4 separate regions of the Mus musculus genome follow, and regions 2, 3 and 4 are each linked to region 1. The links are chromatin contacts, called in public Hi-C and HiChIP or PLAC-seq maps. All regions are on one chromosome and are shown on one strand. Each heading gives the region's core, a stretch centred on a gene start, on an enhancer-like site or on the middle of the called end of the contact. The rest is flanking DNA. Distances are from core to core; before and after follow the strand shown. Region 1 holds the start of Zbp1 (Z-DNA binding protein 1). Region 2 has its middle 57 kb from the start of 1700021F07Rik. Region 3 has its middle 42 kb from the start of Gm14642. Region 4 has its middle 8.1 kb from the start of Gm29859.

Region 1 (2,669 bases), core at 72-2,571:
GTCCCTTCCAGCACGTCTGTCTGCTTATCCATGAGTCTGCCTCTACCTTTCTTTCTTTCCTCTTGTGACAAAGTCTAGCTCAGGCTAGCCTGGAACTCATAGCAATCCTCCTGCTTCAGCCACAGCCCCACCCCAGGGTGGGGCTGGGGGTGGGGGTGGAGGAGGAGGAGGGTGTTGGGGGAAGGATTATAGCACTGAGCATCTATTCCTGACTTGGCTTTGCCTTGCCTTGTAAAACCTTTGCTGGGGAGTGTGCCCTGTAGTGGCCTCTCCTTCATTCCTTTCTCCCACTGGCCCCTAGGGACACACAAGGCAGGCCAAGCCTTCTCCAAAGGGTGAACTTGAAGGACTGGTTGCAGGGTCTGAAAGTGGGACTTTGGAAAGCAGAAGGCTGCAGGTGACAGGCTGGAAAGGTTAGCAGTGAAAGGAAACCATGGGAACCAGGTGACCTTAGTTCTGGTCTTTGCTTGGCTCCTCCCTGATAGCTTTTGAGCAACCACTTCTAGTATGTTGAAATAAGAAATGATTTTCAGCTGGGCGTGGTGGCGCACGCCTTTAATCCCAGCTCTTGGAAGGCAGAGGCAGGCGGATTTCTGAGTTCGAGGCCAGTCTAGTCTACAGAGTGAGTTCCAAGACAGCCAGGGCTACACAGAAAAACCCTGTCTCGAAAAAACCAAACCAAACAAAAGCAAACAAACAAAAAACAAAAATGAAGTGCTTTTCAAAAGATGAAGAAGAAAAGCAGTGAACTAAATCCTGCCCACAGCATGGCAGCCTCACACAGCCCTGCACCCCGCAGCCTCCCATAGCCCAGAAGCCCCTAGACAGGGTATGTAGTCTCAGCAAGGGTTCAAATAGGGCAGGAGAAGAGCTTGAATGTAAAATCAAAGTCACATCTCCTTATCAAAGCAAAGTCCTCTCTTGAAATGACAGTTCGGAGCCCGAGGGCTGTCACAGGCCTTGGTGACCTCATCAATGAGGTAAGGTGACATGAAGGATCTGGGGCACAGGATCCTTGAAGCAAGCTGACTTCCCTGTGGTGACCTCAGAATCCTGTTGCTGTCTGGGCCAAGGAAAGAGCTAGGAGCCTTAGAAACATCAGCTGGGACCCACGCGAGGTGAAGGAAGAGGTTTAGCTTACCTCCTGTGCTCAAGTCAACAGGAGCTTCTGCCATGCTCACAGCAGCCTTGGGGCTCCTTTAGGGCAGGGGGTGGCAGTTTCTGGCACTGTGGTCAGGCCTGGGGCTCTGAATCCACAGGCAAGAATGGCTGCTTGGACCTGCAGGCACCAGCTGTTACCATCCCGGAAACAAATACCCATCTGGCTCCATCCCCTCCCCGCCCTCCAGCTTTTCAAAGAAAGAGAAAATGAAACTTTGGTGTGGTTCTCGGAAAGAAAGGGTGTCGAAATCGAAATTGAAATCGGGGTGGGTGAGCAAGCTGGAGTTGGATGACTGTGTGACAGAGAAGAGAGGAGTCTTGGCCTCTGGGGTGGAGACTGGTCTCCCACCGGGAGAGCTCTATCTGAAGAGAACTCTGTGAAAGCCCTGTGAGGAGGAAGATAGATCTAGGAAAAGGCACCTACTGTGCCTCCCCCACATGCCCACAGGCAGGTGTAGTACCATCTACTCACATACCTTCTAGAAAAAGAGCCCCTTTTCTCACTTTCATAAATTCTCAGTGACCCGTGAACAGCTCAGACACTTCTCTGTTCCATATTACGTAAGAGGGGATCGGGGCTCACAGAGATGGCCTTGTGTCCACCACTCAGCTCACAATAATCCCAGAATCTGGGTCCCGGCTACAGGGTGGAGGTGGGGTGAGTGCAGAGGCCATGATCTTGGGACCTCTGTACCTGTCTGGTGTGCAGGTCACTGGTGCACAGGGCAAGACAGCAGCAGTCGTTGGAGACTAGAAGGAGGTGATGTGCCTGGAGGATGTCTGCCAAGCAAGCAGGAGGTGGCAGGTCCCCAGTCAGCTTCACCTTACAGAACCTGAAAGGGTCACCAAGGGACCAAGACCAGGCCAGGTCTACACAGCTTAGGATGGGCCTGTGCATGGGAAAATATTAACATTTCCAAGTGATTTTTTTATGACTTCCAGGGAGGAAAAACAGTGCCTGCAGAGCCAGCCAAGGAAAACAGAAACCGCACTGCCTGTTGCCACCCAAAATAAATAAAGTCGCTTTTAAATGAACTCTCAGCTGGCCCCATTGAGGGACACTGCCCAGGTTCCCTAGAGGCGCCATTTGAAAACTGACCACTAGGTGGCGCATGCTCACCAACCGCCTCTTGCCCAGGGGGTCTTGCTTGGTCCCTAACCAAGGTGGCTCCAGACTTAGCAGGGCTTCAGGACATGCCCTCCTCACTCCTTTCTTCAGCATTTTCCTCTTCCCTTCCCTTCCCTTCCCTTCCCTTCCCTTCCCTTCCCTTCCCTTCCCTTCCCTTCCCTTCCCTTCCTTACATTAGCTGACCTGCCTGGAAGGAGTCAGAGCCTCCTAGGTCAGTGACTCTCAACCATCCTAACTCTGCACGTCGTTGTGATCCCCACCATAGAAATGATTTTCATCAACACTTTGTAACCATAATTTTGCTATTGTTATGAAACATAATGTAAAGATCTGTGCTTTCTAATGGTCTTAGGTAGCCCCTGTGAAAATGCCACTTGAC
Region 2 (2,669 bases), core at 100-2,599, 250 kb after region 1:
CTGAACCTCTGAGCCTGTAAGCCAGCCCCAAGCAAATGTTGTCCTTTATAAAAGTTGCATTGGTCATGGTGTCTGTTCATAGTAGTAAAACCCTAACTAAGACATTCGGGTTTCATTGCTATGAACAGACACCATAACCAAGGCAACTCTTATGAGGATAACATTTAATTGGGGTTGGCGTACAGGTTCAGAGGTTCAGTCCATTATCATCAAGGTGGGAACATGGCAGCATCTAGACGGCATGGTGCAGGGGGAGCTGAGGGTTCTACATGTTTATCTGAAGTCTGCTAGCAGAATACTGGCTTCCAGGCAGCTAGGAAGAGGGTCTTAAAGCCCACACTCACAGTGACACACCTACTCCAACACAGCCATACCTACTCCAACAGGGCCAAGCCTTCTAATAGTGCCAAACCTTCTAATATGACATCCAAGATGGAACATGCACCACCTGTTTAAAGGGGAAAAGACAAGGGTGACTTACTTAGTAATGTTACCTCAGTGTCCACTGGCCAGCACAGCCCTCTGGACACAACAGCCTAGTTCCCAAGCTTTGCCCAATGGACAGCGTTGTGTGCATGTCTGACATTTGTTTAACTGCCCATTATAGACAGGCATCTAGACTGATTCCCTACCTAGGTTCTTGTGAATCATGTCACAACCATGGCAGACATGTAGAGATCTCTGTGGCCCATTGGCTATTTTTATTGTCTCCTGTGTAAATAACCAGAAATGGCATAAGTGCCTTGGGTAGTCATTTATACTGATTTCCTTGCTGACAACACCTGCTTTGGCCACTTGGACTCGGGTGGCTCTGTTCCCATTCCCTCCTACTCTGAGAAAACACAAGGAAAGAACCCCTTTATCCAAAGCCAGCTTATACAGCATGGAGGGCTGCTCCCCTGACCACATGGCAGGTGCTCCCCATAAGACATGGGGGGGGGTGCTTCCCCATATCACAGAGGGGTATACCGTCCCAGGTCACATAGAGGGGTGCTTCTGAGCATGGTGCAGAGGAACATGGTCCTAAGAAGAACAGTGCTCCCAAGAAGTGCAGTGCTCCCAAGAAGTGCTCATCCAGTTATGAGTAGGACCCACCAGGAAGAAGACAGGACAGGCTCTCACCCAAGCAGGTGGCAGAGGACACCCCAGCCTGTTGCCAAGTGCTGGCTGTGGAGCGTTCTGTCTGAATCTCTGAATAACTTAATTGATGAATTTTCATCAAGCAGCATTCAGATGAAAGGGGTTTGTTGGAATGAATCAAATGTTCACCGGAGACGGTATGTACCCAGTGCCACTTGGAACAGAACCTGCCAGCCAGGCAGGAAATAGCAGGGGGCAGGTGTTGATCTGTGTTCCCATGGGACCTCACACAGACCTCCCTCAGAGCAGCTGTCACCCTGTGTGGCCTTCAGTGAGTGACAAGTTTGTTTTCACCAACATGTGACCTCAAGAAGCAGGGCCATGTCTCCCTGCTCTGGAGTTCCATTGACGTCCAATGCAGAACCTGGGGCCAGAAGGTGCTGGAGACTTGGGAGGAAAAGAGGGAAGGAGAGGAAGAGAGGAAGAAAAGAGAACAAAGACAGGAGGAAGACCAGGAGAGAGAAGGCAGTGGAGAGAAGGTGGAGGGCTGGAAGGGAAAGAGCAGGCTCGATCTGCCAACAGAGCTGGCCGTGCACACAGGTCCAGTGCTTACATGCAGCCCTCCTGTGACTGTACTTTTGTTTCACCTTTCTGAAGACAAAATTGGCCTTTCCTGAGGGATGGGTCTCTGGGCAGCAGGGCACTGGAGTGGCCAAGACTTCAGGGCTGCACACTCCGATTTCCAGGCCTAGCTCCACGTGACCCCACTCACGTGCTTTGTAAAGCACGGGTGACGTTATTCTGAGCATGGACTTGCAGAGAGACACGTGATGCTCAGATCTGGATACCTGGAGGCACCGTGAAAAAGGACACCCTCCCTTCCCCCGCCTCCGTGGTCACCGAAGACCCGGTATCCAAACCTGGAGATATCTGAGAAACCACAGTGACTCCTCCATCACATCACTTCATGTACTGCGCAGCAAACTACCTGACAGGAAGCAACTCAACGGAGGAAGAGTTCATCCTGGGTCAGTCTGAGGACGCAGCACATCATGGAAGGAAAATGCGCGAGGCAGCTGCATCCACTGTCAGGAAGCGGAGAGAGAAGAATGCTGGTGCCCAGCTCCCTCTCTCCGTCTTGTGTAGCTCCAGATCACCTGCCCGGGGGATGATGGTTCCACCAGCTCAGATGGGTCTTTGCACATCAGTGAACATAATCAAAATAGTCCCCCCAAAGGCGTGCCTACAGCGATCTGTCTACGACCTAACAATGCAGTTATATCCAGGTGATTCAAGATCGTAGCTCACCTTATCCTATCCTGTCAGGCTGATGACACTAATATCACCTCCCCCCTCACACACACACACACACACACACACACACACACACACACACACACACACACACCTACAGTCACATGGATCAGGTTGGCTCCAGTACATACATCAAGGAAGATCCAGGTGTCCTGAAGACAAGGAGAAGTATGATCCTCAGACACGATCCCTCCAGGAAGGAAGGGATCAGTGGAGTATGACACAGGGGCATGCCCAGCTTCTGGTCCAGAGGGACAGCTTCAGGCCCACCTTCT
Region 3 (2,669 bases), core at 52-2,551, 220 kb after region 1:
AACAGCCGCTTCTCCCAGAGGACTCAGAGGTCAGAGCAGCCTGAGAAGCAGGCCATGGGTTCGAATGTTTCTCTGGTAGCCATGGCCTGGAGCTGAGGCTGCAGCTCAGCAGATGTTTCAGACAGCTGCAGTTGCTTCTAACACACCAGAGGCCCCCAGCCAGGAGGACCGGTGGAGAATGGATCTGCCTCTGCCATTGATCAGTACCTGAATAATACATCAAGGGCCTCTGACTTTAGCACAAAAGCCTGGCAGGTCGGTCTCTGCAACCAAACTCCCTTGGGACCAGCCATGCCAGTGGCTATACCACTGGGCAGATTCTCAAATCAAGAGATGAATGGCAATTATATCTTCAGCCCCTGTGCCCTGTGCCCTGGGGTTAGGCCCTCACCCCTACCAATGGCTGTCTCCTGGGAAGACAAGCTGCCCCTGCCCCTTGAGGTCAGTCACTAACAGCGCCATGATCTCTCTCACTTCGCCTTTTCCAGAGCATCGTGCTGTTAGAATCATGCACAGAGCTTTTCCAGGCTGGGCTTCTCAACTTTTTTTTTTCTTTTTTTAAACATACATAAGTTTTTTTTAAAGGGGGAAACTTTGTGTCACCCTCACAGGTGGGATCTCAGATTTCCCTGCTAAAACTACGAGGAAGTCACATGGATATCAGCAAGAATGGAGAATTCTCGATTCAGCAAAAGTCATGACAAAACTAGCAAAGATGCCCAAATTGACTTTTCTCAGGCTTCTGGAAATCCAGCACAGATCTGCAAAATTCCAGGGAGAGAGTGACTGTGGAGCGCCTGGCAGCATTTTAACCGGATGCATTTCCATAGCTTTCTCATCACCCAGCCTAGAGTCAGCAGCCGGGCCTCTCCCTGAGGGGACAGTGCCTCATCACCAGGAAACTGTAGTTACTCTGTCCTGGAGTGACTCTACTTGCAAGGTTGCCTTCATTTGACCTAATGTGGAAGATTTTGTTTTGTTTTTTTGTTTTGTTTTGTTTTGTTTTGAAACGGTAAGACGTTACGGATTCACCCGCTGGATTCCGGTGAACCACATTTTGAACAAACTATGAGCTAACCAAAAAGCCTAGGAGAAAGCCCAGGAAGAGAAGCTCCATGAAGCAGGCGGAGAGCAGGGGAAGACAGCAGCCACCAAACTGTTCATGGAGACACTTCAAATTCCAGCAGGTTCCTCATGGCTGTGTGCTGACAGAGGGTGCATGCTCAGAAGAGACCCAAGAAGGCCCTGGGCTCTCACTTCTTCCTCTCCACAAAAATGTAAACAGCAGGAAGTGACAACTGAGAGAGAGCCAACCACTTCCTGGTAAAGTACTAAAGGTGCATTTAACATAGACAGACACCCTGTCTCTGGAGGGGAGGGGTAATTCCAGGCATTTCAGCTCACTGCCCCATCATCGACTTGTAAGCAGCAGTATTGCAGGATCCAATGAGAAAAGCATACTACAAGATGTCAATAGACTCGAGGGTAAGAAAAGCTGGGGTGGGGGTTCCCTCACCACACAAGAAAACTCCTGGAGGCTGGAGAAATGGCTCAGTACAGAGAGCTTGCTGCGCTTGCAGAGAATCTGGGTTTAGTCCCTAACATCTGCATGGTGGCTCCCAACCCCTGGAACAGAGTTCCCGGATGCCTGATACTGTCTGGCCCCCACAGGTTCCTGTGCACCCTTGGTGTACATAAGCAAATGCAGGCTCACATGCATGCACATAAAAAATAATCACAGATAAGTATTAAGAAAAAAAAGATAACACCTGGCAAAATTGGCATGTTTTCATGATAATAGTACGGAGCAAACAGGAGTGGAACCAGTTGCATGATCCTCTCTGTAGACGCAGCAAGCTCCCCGTAGCATCCACACGCTCTCTCGGTAAGACCACTCAGCAAGCTACAGCTAGAGTAGAACCTGCCCACATGGGTCAGAGGTACCTGTGAAATTCTCTCAGCTGAAATCCTACTTAATGACAGGAGACAGTTGGTTCTCCTCTCCCAGCAGGTACAAAGCAGAAGTGTCTAGTCGCTTTTCCTATTGTACTGGACATTCAAAGCCCGAAGCTGGGTCACTCACTGAGTACCAGGGCTGTTCTCCAGAGACTATCACTTGGAATCAATCACAGAACAATCTGAGCCAGGGACTGCGCATCCTTAATTCTACAGCCCGAGACAGTGGGGGACTCACCAAGAGCACCTGTGGGGCCTGGAGAGATGAGCGCAAGTCACTCTTGTAGAGGGAGGACCTGGGTTCAATTCTCAGCACCCACGTGTCAGCTTATAACTCCCTGCAACTCCAGTTCTTGGGGATCTAACACCCTCTTCTGGCCTCTGTGAGCACCAGACATACACATGGGACATTTACATATGTGCAGGCAACCGCTGATATGCATAACTAATTCATAAATCTTTTATTAAAAGGAGTCCCTGCTGGTCAGAGACCTACAGGCAGAGGCAGACTGGTGACCCTTTCTCTGTGCCTAAGCCTAGTGCTGGATGCTCCTACCAGTGATGTCACTGGATGCTCACATCAGTGATGTCACTGGATGCTCCTATCAGTGATGTCACTGGATGCTCCTATCAGTGATGTCACTGGATGCTCCTGTCAGTGATGTCACTGGATGCTCCTGCCAGTGATGTCACTGGATGCTCCTATCAGTGAT
Region 4 (2,669 bases), core at 50-2,549, 170 kb after region 1:
TTTGTCACCTCCTTTGTCACCCTTCAACCCTACACTCTGGATCTTTCACCCTGGTAGCAATATTCCTTCAGCCCATCCCAACCGACCCACAGCTGAGGTCTGACCGCTAAGGCCCTGATGGTCTTCTGCCTAAAGTACATTTGACTCTGTGGTAACAATCACACCTAGGACTCCCCTTACATCTGGAGGGGTCCCAACTTTAGTTGAGTCTTCCCTACCCTACCAGCTGGTGGGATGAGAGGGTGGGAGATGGCGGATGTTTCTGGTGCTGCTGCTGGGGTCCAGTCACCTTTGCTTACTAGGGAAGGTGCATTGGCTGTGCCTGGGGCAGAACTGCTGACTTCAAGACAAAGCCTGCAGGCATATGGGGTGACCTGGCCCTCTTGCTGGCTGGGATGCTTTTTGTGACAAAAGTTGCTCATGAGCACCTAGGAACATAATGAGACGAGGCGGTGGAAAACAGGTCGGGCTGCTGGGAGAGGTCACCCTTGACCTGCTCTGTCAGTCTGCAAGAATGTTCCCTCTCCCTGAGTTTTCAGTGACTCCCTGGCAGGAGGCTGCAGAGGGGCACCCAAGGGAGGGTAGTTCATTTTTATGGTTCTCCACACTTGGGCGACCTTGCTCTGACCTCTTTATTTTCCAGCTGTTTTAAAGATGTGTTTTTATGAGGCCCTCCCCAGAGTCCCAGCTACCACCATGAGCTCAGATTCCAGAGTCACCAGAAAATAAACTCTGGGAATTTGGTTCATATTAGAACCATCACTGTCCCCGTGACCTCATCGGACACCTGTTCTAGGCCTCAGCCACGGTCTTTCCTGTGACTCATCTCCTGTAGTTGCTCACTGGAAGTATTGAGGCTAAAGGAGGCTTGGTGCCACCATCCTCTGTGAATGTCAGCCTTCATTGCCACTGGGGGAGTTTGGGAAATAAGAAAGTCGTGAGTTTAAAAAGACAGGGAAGAGAAAACATAATCCACAGAGCATGGACTGGCACAGAGAAGAGGCAAAAAATGGCTTGTGTGTTGATTTGGCGCAAGATGCGAATTTTTATAGTTCCCTGGCCATGAGAAGTTCCTGCTATTCTTTCCCACAGGCCTGGACTTACCCCTTGCCCAAATTCCCCATCGCATTGGTGTAGGACATGTTTATCTAATGTGAGATTCGGGGCTGCCCCCTTTTCTGGTCCTGGGCTCATTCGTGTAACAGACAAGGTTCCAGTTCTTAGTGTTCTGTGAGGCACCAGTGAGCAGCTTGGGGAGAGGCCCTACAGCTTCCTGCTTTTCTCATGCTGATGAATTCTGAGGCACTTGGTTCTAAAACGGATGACAACTGTTTCTTACAGAGGTGACTGCAGGGTAAGGGGTGAGAGCAGGCCGAGCCTGGCTCTCTTCCACCGGCTTGTGAAGTGACTCATGAGGTTGCTCTCGGGGCAAAGCTGGGCTCCACCTTGAGCTCAATTCAGAGCTGGAGGCCCCTCGTGAAAACAGGTGCCTGCTGCAGACAGCAAGCCTGGAGCTCAGCGTCTCTCTGTGCTGGCAACCTGGGGTCCAGAGCAACCCATCTACCTCCAAGGCGCCACATCTCCCTGTTGCTCTCTAGATTTGGACCCTTTCAATACTCAGAACTGTTAGACGACAGCCTGGAAGGTAAAGGCCTGAGTGCGCAGGTGCTGTGATATCTCTGATGAAGTCCCAGCTTCCATTGAGGAACAGGGTAGGAGGGATGGAGGAACACAGAGGGCGAACCTGGTCAGTTCCTCAAGGTAAACCCAAGAGGATTGGTTAGTCCTTGCGTTAGTCAATGTTCTGTTGCTGTGAGGAGACACCATGGCCAAGGCAACTACTGTAAGAGAAAGCATTTAACTGGGGGCCAGCTGGCTTACTGTTTCAGAGGTTTAGTCCATTATCATTAAGGGGAAGCATGATGAGAGGCAGGCAGGCAGGCACTGGACCAGTAACTGAGAGTTACATCCTGATCTGCAGGGGGTAAGAGGAGTGGGGAGACAGACAGACAGACAGACAGACAGACAGACAGACAGACAGGGACTGGTATGGGCTTTGGAAACCTCAAAGCCGACTCCTCAGTGATGCACTTCCTCCAACAAGGCCACACCTCCGTGTCCTCCTAATCCTTTGAAACAGTTCTACTCCCTAAACATTCGAAGTCTGAGCCTATGGGAGCCATTACTTATGCAGACCACCACAGGCTTCATCTTCCCTGTTCATAAGAATCCAGTAGGGAGACACTTAAACTGTAGCTTCAGTGTCCTGTCCTGCCAAGAGGGGTTTACTCCTGCCTCAGGTTCACTCCAAGAAACACTGACATAGAAGAATAATGTAAAGCCAGGAATGGTGGTGGACACCTGTAATCTCAGTATTCCTGGGTCTGAGGCAGGGGGAATCCCAAGAGTTTGAGGCCAGCTTGTGCTACACAGTTACCCAGTGAGTGCAAAGCTGGTCTGGGCTTCAGAATTATAGAAAGCAGGACAAAAGGCTTCTGTTAAAAAAGGCAGCCCAGGGAGCATGGAGCAGCCCAGGAGCAGCCCAGGGAGCACGGAGCAGCCCAGGGAGCACAGAGCAGCCCAGGGAGCACAGAGCAGCGAGGGGAGCACAGACCAACTCAGGGAGCACAGAGCAGCGAGGGGAGCACAGAGCGGCCCAGGGAGTCCTC

The links. A called contact is a pair of places that touch in the nucleus more often than the background predicts. HiChIP or PLAC-seq counts read pairs in DNA pulled down with a chosen protein or histone mark.
Region 2: a Hi-C map of B cells shows a contact between it and region 1, with 4 times the contacts expected there. The contact joins the enhancer-like site here to the promoter of Zbp1 in region 1. A contact is called at or near these places in 24 of 39 promoter capture datasets (the 3T3-L1 cell line, 3T3-L1-derived adipocytes, the HPC-7 cell line and 15 more), 5 of 15 datasets of contacts at CTCF or cohesin (CD8 T cells, the NIH/3T3 cell line, embryonic stem cells and 2 more), 105 of 484 Hi-C or Micro-C datasets (the 63-12 cell line, B cells, the C2C12 cell line and 57 more), 33 of 115 datasets of contacts at active chromatin or transcription factors (CD4 T cells, CD4 single positive thymocytes, CD8 T cells and 23 more) and 3 of 9 other capture datasets (adipose tissue, liver and macrophages).
Region 3: a contact with region 1 is called in an H3K27ac HiChIP or PLAC-seq map of double positive thymocytes, with 3 times the contacts expected there. The contact joins the enhancer-like site here to the promoter of Zbp1 in region 1. A contact is called at or near these places in 13 of 39 promoter capture datasets (the HPC-7 cell line, HPC-7-derived erythroid cells, the SN4741 cell line and 8 more), 3 of 15 datasets of contacts at CTCF or cohesin (CD8 T cells, large pre-B cells and pro-B cells), 23 of 484 Hi-C or Micro-C datasets (3T3-L1-derived adipocytes, B cells, the Patski cell line and 16 more), 11 of 115 datasets of contacts at active chromatin or transcription factors (CD8 T cells, the SCID.adh cell line, astrocytes and 8 more) and 5 of 9 other capture datasets (adipose tissue, embryonic stem cells, liver and 2 more).
Region 4: a Hi-C map of Th1 cells shows a contact between it and region 1, with 3 times the contacts expected there. The contact joins the enhancer-like site here to the promoter of Zbp1 in region 1. A contact is called at or near these places in 7 of 39 promoter capture datasets (the 3T3-L1 cell line, embryonic stem cells, hippocampal neurons and 3 more), 2 of 15 datasets of contacts at CTCF or cohesin (large pre-B cells and pro-B cells), 2 of 484 Hi-C or Micro-C datasets (Th1 cells and bone marrow-derived macrophages), 5 of 115 datasets of contacts at active chromatin or transcription factors (effector CD8 T cells, embryonic hindbrain, embryonic stem cells and 1 more) and 3 of 9 other capture datasets (adipose tissue, liver and macrophages).

Annotation. Positions count from the first base shown.
Region 1 is chr2:173,217,601-173,220,269 of GRCm38.p6, forward strand. It overlaps Zbp1 (Z-DNA binding protein 1), which reads right to left and starts at 1,322. Exons shown (of 8, transcript NM_021394.2): 1 at 1,142-1,322. The coding sequence starts at 1,175.
Region 2 is chr2:173,463,887-173,466,555 of GRCm38.p6, forward strand. No RefSeq gene overlaps it. Among named protein-coding and RNA genes, the nearest start is that of 1700021F07Rik, 57 kb to the right of the region's middle. Within about 2 kb of position 1,350, at least 19 of the 459 cell types and tissues checked have an H3K27ac peak or open chromatin away from gene starts, as enhancers often do. A contact at or near this core is called in the 63-12 cell line, B cells, the SCID.adh cell line and 1 more, where this site is marked.
Region 3 is chr2:173,435,495-173,438,163 of GRCm38.p6, forward strand. No RefSeq gene overlaps it. Among named protein-coding and RNA genes, the nearest start is that of Gm14642, 42 kb to the left of the region's middle. Within about 2 kb of position 1,302, at least 68 of the 459 cell types and tissues checked have an H3K27ac peak or open chromatin away from gene starts, as enhancers often do. A contact at or near this core is called in CD8 T cells, the SCID.adh cell line, double positive thymocytes and 5 more, where this site is marked.
Region 4 is chr2:173,384,617-173,387,285 of GRCm38.p6, forward strand. No RefSeq gene overlaps it. Among named protein-coding and RNA genes, the nearest start is that of Gm29859, 8.1 kb to the left of the region's middle. Within about 2 kb of position 1,300, at least 72 of the 459 cell types and tissues checked have an H3K27ac peak or open chromatin away from gene starts, as enhancers often do. A contact at or near this core is called in Th1 cells, adipose tissue, memory CD8 T cells and 1 more, where this site is marked.